3 separate regions of the Gossypium hirsutum genome follow, and regions 1 and 3 are each linked to region 2. The links are chromatin contacts, called in public Hi-C maps. All regions are on one chromosome and are shown on one strand. Each heading gives the region's core, a stretch centred on a gene start, on an enhancer-like site or on the middle of the called end of the contact. The rest is flanking DNA. Distances are from core to core; before and after follow the strand shown. Region 1 has its middle 33 kb from the start of LOC107943609. Region 2 holds the start of LOC107930632 (non-symbiotic hemoglobin 2-like). Region 3 holds the start of LOC107930655 (calcium-dependent protein kinase 7).

Evidence for each region. A called contact is a pair of places that touch in the nucleus more often than the background predicts.
Region 1: a contact with region 2 is called in a Hi-C map of leaf, with 3 times the contacts expected there. The contact joins the enhancer-like site here to the promoter of LOC107930632 in region 2. A contact is called at or near these places in 3 of 34 Hi-C or Micro-C datasets (all in leaf).
Region 3: a contact with region 2 is called in a Hi-C map of leaf, with 4 times the contacts expected there. The contact joins the promoter of LOC107930655 here to the promoter of LOC107930632 in region 2. A contact is called at or near these places in 11 of 34 Hi-C or Micro-C datasets (callus, hypocotyl, leaf and 1 more).

What each region holds. Positions count from the first base shown.
Region 1 is chrA01:43,734,722-43,739,149 of Gossypium_hirsutum_v2.1, forward strand. No RefSeq gene overlaps it. Among protein-coding and RNA genes, the nearest start is that of LOC107943609, 33 kb to the left of the region's middle. Within about 2 kb of position 2,345, at least 3 of the 9 cell types and tissues checked have an H3K27ac peak or open chromatin away from gene starts, as enhancers often do. A contact at or near this core is called in leaf, where this site is marked.
Region 2 is chrA01:43,906,632-43,910,882 of Gossypium_hirsutum_v2.1, forward strand. LOC107930632 (non-symbiotic hemoglobin 2-like) reads left to right here and starts at 1,310. Exons shown (of 5, transcript XM_016862304.2): 1 at 1,310-1,540; 2 at 1,649-1,788; 3 at 1,930-2,044; 4 at 2,119-2,235; 5 at 2,323-2,555. The coding sequence starts at 1,694. The coding sequence ends at 2,460. It overlaps LOC107930629 (a long non-coding RNA gene), which reads left to right. Exons shown (of 2, transcript XR_001693043.2): 2 at 7-359. It overlaps LOC107930648, which reads right to left. Exons shown (of 8, transcript XM_041111231.1): 5 at 4,039-4,251; 6 at 3,715-3,880; 7 at 3,546-3,648; 8 at 3,114-3,443. The coding sequence ends at 3,326.
Region 3 is chrA01:44,113,538-44,117,790 of Gossypium_hirsutum_v2.1, forward strand. It overlaps LOC107930655 (calcium-dependent protein kinase 7), which reads right to left and starts at 1,814. Exons shown (of 6, transcript XR_001693052.2): 1 at 1,509-1,814; 2 at 1,323-1,421; 3 at 695-932; 4 at 294-491; 5 at 93-208.

The DNA.
Region 1 (4,428 bases), core at 1,095-3,594, 170 kb before region 2:
TAAGACAAAACCTGAACAATAAATGCAACTAGCATTACTCGAACTCAAACCATACCCTAAAATGATAAACACCCATGATCATTGTACCATCACAAAGGGTTCTGACATATTAGTATTCATTAATTTATACATTAACGGTACATTAAATATTCTCTATATTACATATAATAATCTTCAAAATAACTCAGTGAAAAAAAAAACCAAAAAGATTACAAGAGAAGGAACCATGGAACAAGGCTTGTTGTGAACTCTTCTTAGATAATATGAAATCTGGTAATAATAGTATTATATAGTAGAGAAGAAAAGAATATTTTAGAAAAAGAAAAAAAAATTGTAAAACAAGCTTTGACACAAGGAATAAAGTGGGAAGATTTGGAAGCTTGTTGTCTGGTTTTATTAGTTCATGAAGAACCTGCAAGAAAAGGGTTTTCATCCATTGACTTTCATATCATTTAGGGTTTTTTTATATCCCTAGATTTCTGGGGTAAAAATGATTGTTCACAATTTACGAAAAGAAAAATGACCCTCCAAAAGTGGGACAATATGACAAGCAGTAAAATGAATAAATAATTTTTTTATTTTTATTTAAAAAAAGATAGTAGTTTTAGCAGCTTTAGACGTGGGTTAAGATTAGATTAATGAAGGGTTTCTTTTGGTTTTTAAGGAATATATTGGTCAAAGTATCATGGAGGCTTAGGAGTTGGATTGTATTTTATCTATTTTACTGAAAAAAAGAGTAAATTAATCTCTATATGTTATATAAAAAAATAAATTTGTCATTTTATTAAAAAATTTATCTATTTTTACAGTTAAAAATTAATTCACAGTCTGATTAATCTATTAGCCAGGTCAATTTTTAATAGTACAATTGGATAAAATTTTTAACAAAAAGAATCAATTTAGTCTTTATTTTAATATACAAGAACTATTTTGTCATTTTTTTTCAATAGAAGAAATAAAATCCAATGTAACTTTTAATTCAGGTGGTCTCCATTACACTTTTACTATATATTAAATCCTTTTTAAAAAGAGATGGAAAAAGAAAGGGGGATTAGGTGGTGAAACTCATGCAATAGAGAAGGCATGTTGAGGGGGGGCCTGATTAAGCAGAAGCAGACAGTTGATTTCACGTGGAAAGATTCATTATGGATCTCTTTTGTGTGTGAATAGAAGAGATGAGCTCGGTATTTGGTGAAACCAAATCCATTAAATTTGCAATAAAATAGTGAAAGCAAAGAGATCTGGCTAGATATATAAGAGTATTCCACCTCCCATCACTTGGAATCCTATGCTATTTTGTTATTTTTTATATATATAATAGGAGGGGAGAGAAACCAATGTCATATTCAACTTAGCTATATTTATTCCTACATTTCTCTTAAATTTTTTTTATCAGTTTTATAAATTATAATTTAAAGTGTATATCAGATTTTGGGCATGTAAATTTCTCCAAAAAAATGGGATGTAATTAAAATTTTTAAAAATTGAGAAAATGAATGAGAATTTTCAGAAATTTTAAAATCATTTTGTGTGGGTTATTAATATATAAAATTTGATGAATGGTTAATTAGTGTTTTATTAATTGTCAGTGCTTTTTATTTTGTATGTGTGTGAAAGATTGGATTTAAATGAATGATGAAGAGTAATAAAGGAGAAAGGTGGATTAATCAATAATGATTTTAATTTTCATTAATATTTTAGGGTTTAGATGCCATCCTTACAAGTTTACAGGGAGTCATCTAAGAACATTAAATTGGCAGATCAATCCAACATAATTCACTATATTGTCACCCAAAACAACAACAACAACATCATCATCTTCATTTTGTTTTTCTATTTATTTATTTTCTTGTTTATATTAAGTATTATTTTCTTTAATTACATGAAATGTATATATATATCTTTTATTAGAACCAAAGTAAGAAATGAGTTAAAACTATATATTTTAGTTAAAATCTCAAATTCAAATTTCTTAAAGGTGAGAATTTAGATAATAGTTCAAGCACAAACTTACTCTCTATATATATAAATATTGAAATAGATACTTAAAACTATATAAAATTTACCAAAATGGTAAGTAAAAATTAATAACATAACTTTTTTTTAAAAAAATATGGATGTGATGATTTACAATAATAATTGAAAAATATTATATGTTTATTGCTAAATAAGACTAGACATGATCATAAATTAATAGGGAATAAAAGGAAACATCGTAAGGTTTTTCATTAAAAAGAAAGAAAAAGTAAGATGAAAAAAATAAGAAAGTAGGAGTGTGTCTTACACGCGCCATGAGAAAGAGTGGGTGGAGTACGGAAGACAGAATAGTTACACCTTTTGTCTCCGACGTAAGTTTTACGTTCCTCATGTTAGAAATGGAATCCGCTAAAGTGGCTGAAACCCTTAGGTTAATAAAGGATAAAGTGGGGTTTAATTGCCTGTTTCCGGTCTCACATTTTGTCCTTAGTTTTAAGGATATTATCGGAAGGGGGCTTAAAAATTATTTTGAGCTGAAAAAAGTTTTAGGATCTTAATTTATCCAGAAAAATAAATTTGAAATCTGATGGTAAAACTACAATTAATTAAAACTTAAATTTATTCAAAATATTGGGTTATATGAAATTAAAAATTAAAGAAATTTGGTTTTCTGAATTAGTCAAATTCACCACTTATATCATCATTTGTGTTTTGAATTAATATGATCTTCTTACCTCATATTATTGAAGCTTGATTTTAAATATTTATAAAATTCAAAGGAATACATTAATAGGTTTTACTTCTTCAATTTTCCTATCCACAGCTACTTAAAAGGAAAATGAGGTAAGAAAGGCTAAAACTTAAAGTCCCAACTCCTAAAAGCCATGTCATTATCATACCTCAAGCCAAGCTTAAACACAAAGTTTTCATTCACTCTTTTTATTTTTATTTCATTTTAAATGAACACTAATTTGTTTAGAGAATGAATATAAAAGGATACCATCTCTCCCTCTCAACCCCTTTCTCTTACCTTCCAGTACACGTATTCTTCTTCTGCTCTCTCTTTCTTTCCTTTTTTTTTTTTATATAAAAAAAAATGTCTGCAGATCATGGATTATTACAAGATTTGTCGCAAACCAAATTACCCAAACTAAAGATTCAATCTTCAAATCAAACAGGAAACGAAAACACGAATCCAGATGACAGCAGCAGTAGCAGTAAAGAGTGTTGTGTAACGCCAACATCGAAAGAACACAAGATCCCAGCAGTTTTGTCATGTCCAGGAGCACCAAAGAAACCTAGGAAAACATATGTGTCTTGTAAAAGGAAGCTGTTGTCTAAATTCCAGTTCTTCGACATCATTAACAGAGAAGAAGTTGATGCGTTTTTCAATACTGGTTTTGATCATTCTATCTCCAAAAGAAGGTGCCCTCCTACATGAACAATAATATTATACGTATATTTTTATTTTTTTTATATATGTAATTTTTTATTTCTTTTTATTTCTTTGTATGTATGTATTGAATTGAAATTACACGCAAATCTATTACTAGAATTCAAAAAACTTTATATAAGTCTGTAATATTCAGACTTTTTTTATTTATGGGATCCGATCTATACATGTTAAATCCTTTCCTTATGAATTTTGTTAATTTCCAATTTAAATTCATTATATATATTGTAATTTTTTCTTCCAAATTTGAATCCAACTCCCCCTTCTTAATTAATATCAACTAAGATTCCTTTAATCCCATTTTTTAAAACTAATAAAATGAGTTCCAAGATGAAAAAAGAAAAGAAAAAAGGAACTAGGATTGGAATTTTGATCTTGAGATATGTAGATGAAAATTAAGAGATTAGTATATATATATATTGGTACTTCTAATAGATTAATTGGAAGAGTATATGTCATCTTATTAATCTAGTTTTTATTTTTGAAAATTTTAAATTATAGTTAATGATGATCATATAATAAATTTATAACACAATTTATTTTATGATCATCATTAACTATAGTTTAAAATTTTAAAAAATAAAAACTAGATTAATAAGATGACATATGCTCTTCCAATCTGTGTTATAAATTTATTATTTTGTTAGTTATTTGGTTAAAAATGGTTGATTTTCTTCTTTTTTTGGGGGGCGTTTGGCATGTGGGAAACTTTCTGAGTAATTGAGAAAGGCATTGGGATCTGCTAAAAAACTTATTTAGATTTGAAATTCTCGGAGATGATTTTATTTTATTTTTTCTCGAGAAAGTGATAGAAACCGAGAATGGTGCAATGTGCTTTGGGCATATGCAAGTGTTTTGTCTCTTTTGGTAAGAAATCATTGATTTCATGTTTTTTATTTTTATTTTATAAAACGATTGATTTATTTAGTTTTGTTGTTTTATGGAGTCTATATTTTGACTTCATGTTGCGTTGAGACAATTTTTATGTTTTACGTAGG
Region 2 (4,251 bases), core at 60-2,559:
TTGCAGGTCGTGAAGCCATGAAAACGGAGCGCACAGACGTGGGGTAGGCAACGCGTAGTTGGGGATCGTGCGAAGGGCGTGTGTGGAGGCTGCTGGTGAAGGCCGCGGCGTGAAGCAAAAGGAGACCTAGGGTCTCTAAAAACCCCAATGCTTTGGGCCTATCTGGCCTTTGTATTTTTATTTTATTGGGCCTTGATTTGGGCTGTTGTATTTTTTTATTTTATTGTTTTGTATGTGTACGGGCCAGGCAAAATTTGGGCCTTACAATCTCTACTCTCATCAATGGGGTTTATAAAAACCTTGGTGTGCCTCCCATTAGTCATAGTTTAACCCATGGATAATAGGATGCTTACCTTCAACTTGTGGGCCCCATTTAAAATGTGGTTGTAATAGTTGCACAACCTTCAGCTCTGCATTTGAGGTGACATTTGCCCACTATTTTTCTTTCATCAATTCGTAACAACAAGGCTTTCCTTCCCTAAATTGAAAGGAGGAAAGCCAAAATCAGAAAACAAAAAGCTATCAATCGAAGGAGATCACAAACCTATTATCAAAAAAGAAAACCCATCATGCTTAAATTTACCATTTCAATTAAGTTACGTACTAACAAAAATTCCATTCAAGATTATTCTACAAAAATGTTTAAATGAAAAACTGGAATTTGATTGAAAAACAAGTGAATTTTTGGAATTTTCTCAAAGTTGACGTTAGCCATGCGCCCAGAAAAAAGTAAAATTTATAAATATGCATAAAAAAATTATTTAGTGATTTTTTAATACAAAAATATAAATTATTTTTGGGAAGGTGAGGAGCATGAGATTCGTAATAAGTGGTTTTTTGTTCATTTGTTTGATTTTTATAAAAATAAATAAATAAAATCATGGTGCTTATGCTATCAATCTTGGATTATTGTTTCTTCAGTATCTCTAATACACCGTTAATTAATGATTAGGTAGATGTTTATCTCAACTGGTACATTGAATGAAATATTGATATGTTTTACATAAAATAATATATATTGGGAAAAATTCAGTAAAAATTAGAGTAATTTTACACATTTCTGTAATTATTTATACGATTAATGTTTTAACGATCCAATCATTAAATTTATTAATATAATTGTACTTGTCATGCATTTAAATTTTTGAACTCATCTGATATTCGTATTATATTAATCTAAAAAATAGTTGATATATATATATTCAAGGGGTGAATTTTTATATATAAAATAAATAGTTAGAATTTTTAAATATACATCTAATTTGATATGCAAGATATATATATAAATAGACTAAATGATTGAACATTTGAATAGTAATTTAATTTTGTATGGTGTAAGCATGAATTATTTTGTAATGATAGAAAATATCTGGACAGGTTACAACTTGGGAGATATTTCTTTCAAAATTCAACCAAATGAAATCAAAATGATTTTTTGTGAATAATAACATCCTTTTTTAAATTTCTGGAAAATAAGGAGCCATCTTTTACACAATCATCAATGCACGTCTAAGAAGACAAATAAAGCTTAGCTGTATTGGTATTATATTAATAAAGGAAAGCAGCAGTTAAATTTCTGAGTTTGCGTTTGTCATTAATAATATTTATTTCTTCAAGATTCCCACACTAGTTTTCTCTTTTCTTATAGAGCTCCACCACTCCCTGGTTATCATTGAGAAGAAGAAAATCAGAGATGGGTTTCACAGAGAAGCAAGAAGGGTTGGTGAAAGAATCATGGGAGGTTTTGAAGCAAGATATTCCTCACTTCAGCTTGCGTTTCTTTTCACTGTAAGACCTTTAATTCTTTCCTTTTTATGAATTCTTCGTTCGGACCCAACAGTGGTCAGTGTCGGCCAAACGAGTGAGGCTGTGTCTTTTAAGAGAATTTCTCTTCCACTGAGTATTGATTAAATTGAGAGTGTTATTTAGGATATTGGAGATAGCACCAGGTGCGAAGAACATGTTCAGTTTCTTGAGGGAGTCAGAGGAGATTCCTCAAAATAATCCAAAGCTCAAAGCTCATGCTGTCAAGGTTTTCAAGATGGTCAGTCCTTTTATTTTATTCATTGCATATATATCCCTACTTAAGTTAAAATACTTAAACAATTGTTGTTGAAGACATGTGAGTCAGCCATACAACTGAGAGAGAAAGGGGAAGTGGTAGTGGCTGATACTACTTTGAAGTATTTGGGCACTGTCCATGTCAAGAGTGGTGTCAAAGACCCCCATTTCGAGGTACATTTTTATTTTATTTTTTAATAATAAATTTGATTTGGATGCAGTGGTTAATTAAAAAAATTTTGAGGAATAATGTTAATGCAGGTGGTGAAAGAGGCACTCATAAGGACAATTGAAGAAGCAATTGGAGAAGAGAAATGGAATGAAGAGATGAAGAATGCTTGGGGTGAAGCTTATGATCAATTGGCTGAGATGAAGAACCATCATGATGAAACTGCTTAATTACTCTTTTACTTCAATTTTATTGTTGTTTGCCAATATTTTCACAATTTTAATGAATAAATTTTAGTAATAAAGACTATTTTGTTTTTCTATCATTATTTTGCCTTATTTTCTCTTTTTTTTCCTTAAAAAAAAGTTAAAAACTTAATAAAAAAATACATTATAGAAGGAGAGAGAGATTTAAAACAACTTGTAATATTGAGTGAAATTAAGTGGAATAAATATTAAAACCATATGACATTATCACATAAAATTTTAATTTGATTTGATTTATATAAATCACTAACAATATTATCAAATTAGTGTCATTTTATATTAATATATTACATATGTATAATTAAATTTAAAATAAAAATTTGTTAAAATAAGATGTAAATTTTACAATAATTTTCATTTTTTATTTTAAATTAAATATATTCAATTAATTTTCGGTTAAAAGATGCTATGCTCTTGAATTTTAATCCTTTCATTTTAGGGTTAAAATTTGTCAGCTAAATTTGAATAAAAAAAATACACACTAAAAATTGCCATGTCATAAATAAAGTGACATCAAAGCTTCAAAAAGTAAACTCAAAATTCCGAAAAGTAAAACCAACTTTAATTAATTTTCTCTTTTATCCCCAAAACTGAACCATCACGGAAAGAAGAAGAAAAAAAAAAAAGAGTGACATTTTTATTTACGTAAGAATGATAAAGAAGACTGAATAATAATTGATATGCCAATTGTTATTCCAATTATACAAAAAAGCATAGTGTTCCACATATTTAAACATACACCCTTTCTAATTGGAATGGAGCCCCCTCCTCTACATAATCTCACATTGGCTTCTCTCTTTCTCTTTACTCTTACTTATTCCTCTCCTCTTTACAATATCGAGTATGCTCGGATTACCTCCACAATCGGTGCTCGACACAATGGGCATTTTCCTCCCCCTCGTACCAACTCGTTCGCGCATTTTGAACACGTGCACATGTGTCCGCATCTGCAATCCCATCAATATGCATCATCAGCATATGCGCATACTCCGGTGTTAGTCCGAAAATATAATGATTTTATGAAAAGAAAAAGTCGACAAGGTATAAACCTGTACAAAAGTGAATCGATATGGCTATCGCAACAAACACAGCAGGTTCCTTTCCTCACATGACCCCATTTAGATCCGTCCTCCGATGTTTCTACACTCAGAACTGCAATAAAAAGTTAGTCCGAAATAATTATTTTTAAAGAGAAAAACGTTGGGAGGATTTACAAACCTTTTTCACCAACTGATCTGTTCAATGCTGCTGAGACTTCCTGCCTGACGGATCGCTGTAACTCAAGCTGCATATCCATGCAGGCTTCCAACATCCTCTGCATGTGGCTCATGCCCTGCTGAAGCCTTGCCATATCGGCTCTAAGATCATTAACCATCTCCCATTCCTGCTCGAAATAAGTAGAGCCTTATAATTAACTTAAAAGATGCATGCATAGTAACAAGTAAGATTCTGGGCCTATTTCTTTATGATATTCAGCAACAGAGATAACAGAATGGAAATGATTCGATAGTATGGCATTGAACGAATAAAAGGATGGCTCACAATTTCTGATCTATGCATGCTGTGCCGAGACCAGCTAGTGTGATGTAAATCTTGATGCCATAACGGTTGTGGTGGTGGTACAGGAGGAGAAGGTAACACCAGTGACGGTCTGCTGATAGCATTGTTCTGGTCATCATTTATTTCATCCCTCTGCTGCTCTTGATCACGTTCTGGTGAGGCTGGAGTTGGCAAGTTTCTATGCAGATCCCAATC
Region 3 (4,253 bases), core at 564-3,063, 210 kb after region 2:
CTAGTTCCAGCACCAGGGCCCTGGAAAACATTTAAAAATGCAACATACAATCAATAAAAACTAGTCAAAGGTGGTGCAAAGTGGATTATTACCCTTAGAGCTCTCTTCTTCAGCTTGTACATTATAGAAAATTGTTTGACCCTAGCTTTCACAGTCTCACCCAACAGAACGTTGGGTGCTTTCTTGGCATTTTGTAGCCATGGATGTTCTGCATACAATAGTTGGGATTATTTTTCATGCATAGAAAATATATATCAATATAAATAAATCATACAACATTTACAGAAGGTTACCAAGCACTTCCTGTACTGTAAGATGCTGCTTTGGATCAGGATTAAGCATTTTCTTTACAAGGTCCTTTGCATTGTCCGAAACCTTAGGCCATGGGTCCCTCTTAAAGTCAATAGCAGAGCGAATAATTTCTTGTGTCACTTGAATCAACAACATAAATTATTGCTTGTGTATTTGGGAAATAGCATCTCCAATATGCCCTGTAAAAGATGCAGATTAAAAAGAAAAGTGGAAGACTAGTGTTAGAGGGTGGTGAAGTCAATCGGCGTGTTCAACAAGCAGCAAATTGCCCGATGAAAGGACTAAAATCATCACAAAGAAAGTAAATTGGAGATGAAAAATTTCAAAAAACAAAACTCCTTGAGTAAATAAATGAAAAATGATGAATCTTCTTTCATCTCACCTTATTGTCCAGCTAAAGAGCAGCCAAAAAAACCCACAAGATGTCCCCATATCAGAATTAAATAAATAGAAGAAGCAAAGTAACTTAGAGGTTGCATCTCCATTAGTTAGAAGACACACCACAACAGTTAAAGCTACTTTAACAAACCAATTTAAAACCTCATCTATTCCAAAAGTATTAAGATGTTTCCTTGAGACCACATAGCTTAAAAACAAGTACCTGATGCTTATCTGACCACCTGCAAAAAAAAAAAACTACATTTGATTTAAACTAGAACAAAGAGTTAAATGAATGTTACAACTTTATAGAATCTCACAGCTGATAAGCAAAATGGAGCTACATGTTTAAACTCAACAACTGAAACAATTTCTCTGTAAATTCAAGCCACAAAAGTTTCTGCTGATATAATTTTATACAATTCAAACTGTAACTAAAATTCCCAAAGGCCTTGTGGCAAATGCCAAAGCAAGCAGGCCAACCAGATAACTATAGGATCAAAAATGAAATTCAATGATTGTATTTTAAGTAAAAGGATTATTGTAAATTTCAATGATTCAATAAATTAAATTGAACTCCATTTGTATAAACTACATTAGCTGCTATTTCAGATTTATTAACGTTAACTTACCTAAATCTCATACTTGAAACTTGATGTTGTTGTATTGTACAGTCTTTACATTAAACCCAATCGCTCCAAAAAAGAGTTCAAAAAAATGGCGCATCGAAGCTGTTAGTCATTTAGAAAAAACAATGAAGACCCAAAACAAGAATGATAAAGAAGAATTGAGAGAGTAGCCTACAAAGGCAAACCTACTTGGAATTGTAGAGACTACCCCACCCATCTGAAGTCGATCTGTTGGAAGATGATCAAAATAATAATTAAAAAAATGGAATATGACCCTAACCTGAGAAGGCGAAAGCGTCGAGGGCGAAGGCGTTGATAGAGCTTCAGATGTGAGGAAGGGTAAAGTTAGTGAAGAGGCAGGAAGGAAATGGGAAAAAGAAAGAAAAAAAAAAGGTTTCAGACGTGAGGAAGGGAGAAGGGTAAAGTTGAAACTGAGACGTGAGGAATGGCTATTCTATGGGTAGGGTGTTGAATGCTATTTAGTGTGATTAGTGGGAATAGAGGAGGGATTGAAAGAGGCTGTAATAGGCATTACAACCAAACATTGGTTTGGTGGTGGGCCCATTGAATTGGGGCGTAATCTATTCCTATTATACCCAACCAAATATAATGTAATTCTTTATCGCGTAGTATACTAAGCGTCATACTCCTATAGTGCTCTTTGTATACATAATATTGCAACTCGAACTACCACCCTGGCACAATCCTAGCTTGGTCCCTCATGGCGTACTCACTCTTAAAGCGAACAGCATAAACGAACATTTGTAAGTTGACACAAACTTAGTGAGTTTTAACCCAAATTACCTTGAAGCATTTCATGTTGAATTCATCTTAAAGACTTTTGATTTCCTTTCTTTCTTTGGTGGATACTTTCTTAATATTAAGCGTATACATATACTCCAACTTCCATACTTAACCATCCTACACACAATTCACTCATTAAACAGATTCCAAACTTCACCACCTAATACAGATCTTATTTTTTTTTGAAAACAACTACACTTCTCAAAAGGATATCCATACAGAACCTACCTTCAACGGTTTCTCACTCAGTTGGATGTTGAATACCTTCCCCAAGATGGTGTACTCATAGATACTATTCTTAGCAGTTACTTATATTAACTAATCTTTTAAGATGAACTTCATACAGATCCTACATTTGCCAGATTCTCATACTGAATTGGCAACTATCAAATTACCAATCAGATCAGATCACAACTTATTCTGATGGACAAAATCTTCTAAGTCATCCCGTGAAATCCCAGACAACCATGTTACATATATGAGAACGCTCTGATTTGACGGACAACTTTTACTTTAGATAACATTTTTATATACAGCATGAAACACTCAAATTTGGCAGATACCATATAATTTATATTACTTCCTTACATAATGTAAACAAATTCAGATCTGGCAAACTCTTAGACTACTCATATTTACGAATATGCCAAATTACTTGTACTGACAGACTACTATGGTGGATTCACCTTTCAGAAATACTGTTGTGAACTTTTCAGGAAACACCTTTAAGTCATATTCAATTTCATCACAAGGCTATCCAAATAGAGATGTTTTCAAACTTACTCAAATCTCTACCACAAAGTTATCAAGTGAAGAAGTCTCTAAACTTATCCTAATTTTGCCTCAAAGGCAATTATCCAAATCTTACCTCAAGGGCATCATAGAATACGCCACACAAGTATCACAGAATAGGCTAGAAAGGCTTTATAGAATATGCCACAAAGTGTTTACAGAATACGCCACAAAAGCTTTACAAAATGTTATGTGTTTACTGTCTCGGTGGACTATCTCAGAGGGTGTCATGGGTTTCTCCTTCATGGTCTTGTACATATTTTCATACCATGCTCTACTTGTCTGATTTATATATTACCGGAGGCAAAACCATGAGTATTCTCATTATCATATAATGCCATGGATCTCTACCACATGGTCTTACACACATTTTCATAAAATGATCTATCAGCCCGGTTAGCAATGTACTTGCCCTACTGGAAGCATCACAAATGGTTGTGTTACTCACTTAACATGAAATGCACTTACCCAAATTCGTTCACACTTCTGACGAACTCATATTCTTTCATATATGATTTCATAAGCATATATACCACACATCATCTTAATCATGCAGCAAATCATATATATCATTTGTAATTATGCAGAACCTTTATGATAATTCACACACATACATTCACCAACTATCTGAGAAGACATCAATATCTACCATTATAAACTAACATGCAAGAGTCAGGACAAAGACTCACATGATACTCACCTTTACTGTAGCTCGGAGTTCCAAATCCAATTATCCTTCCTGAACCAGCAGCAGCACTAGAAGGTTGAAACATCCATCGATTAACCCAAAAACCTTAACTTCTAGGTTAACGAAAAGGAAAAGAATGTTTAGATCTAAGAAGAACTAGAGGGTGGAATAGAAAGAAGAAAAACCATCCCTATGTTCTCTTTTTACCGTATCTATATACCCAACTTCTCTTAGTAGATCTTAACAAGTGGTCATATTTACTAAAATTATACTTTGTTTTCCATACTAAAAATTTGGGGCAAGTAAAGAAAATCTGATGAAGTTGACGTTTAAAGATAAGCCAATCAAAAAGAGAGTCAAAACAGTCCAATTAACCATCAACTAATCCCATTATGAGAACTAACTATAACAGTGTTCATGCAAATCGGGCTTATTACACCTTGGCGGTGACTTGTGTATAGTGTGGTCTTAAAGACACTTTGCCCCTTACAACTTTCTCATATACTTAGTAGGCACTTTATGTTCAACCAAAACTCTGAGGTGTATCTTTCATTTGCTTACTCTTTCTTGAATTGAATAATACCCCTAAATGAAATCCTTGGATACTTCTACGGGCGAATACTTTATATCCTAACTTTAGTTTGCCAAAA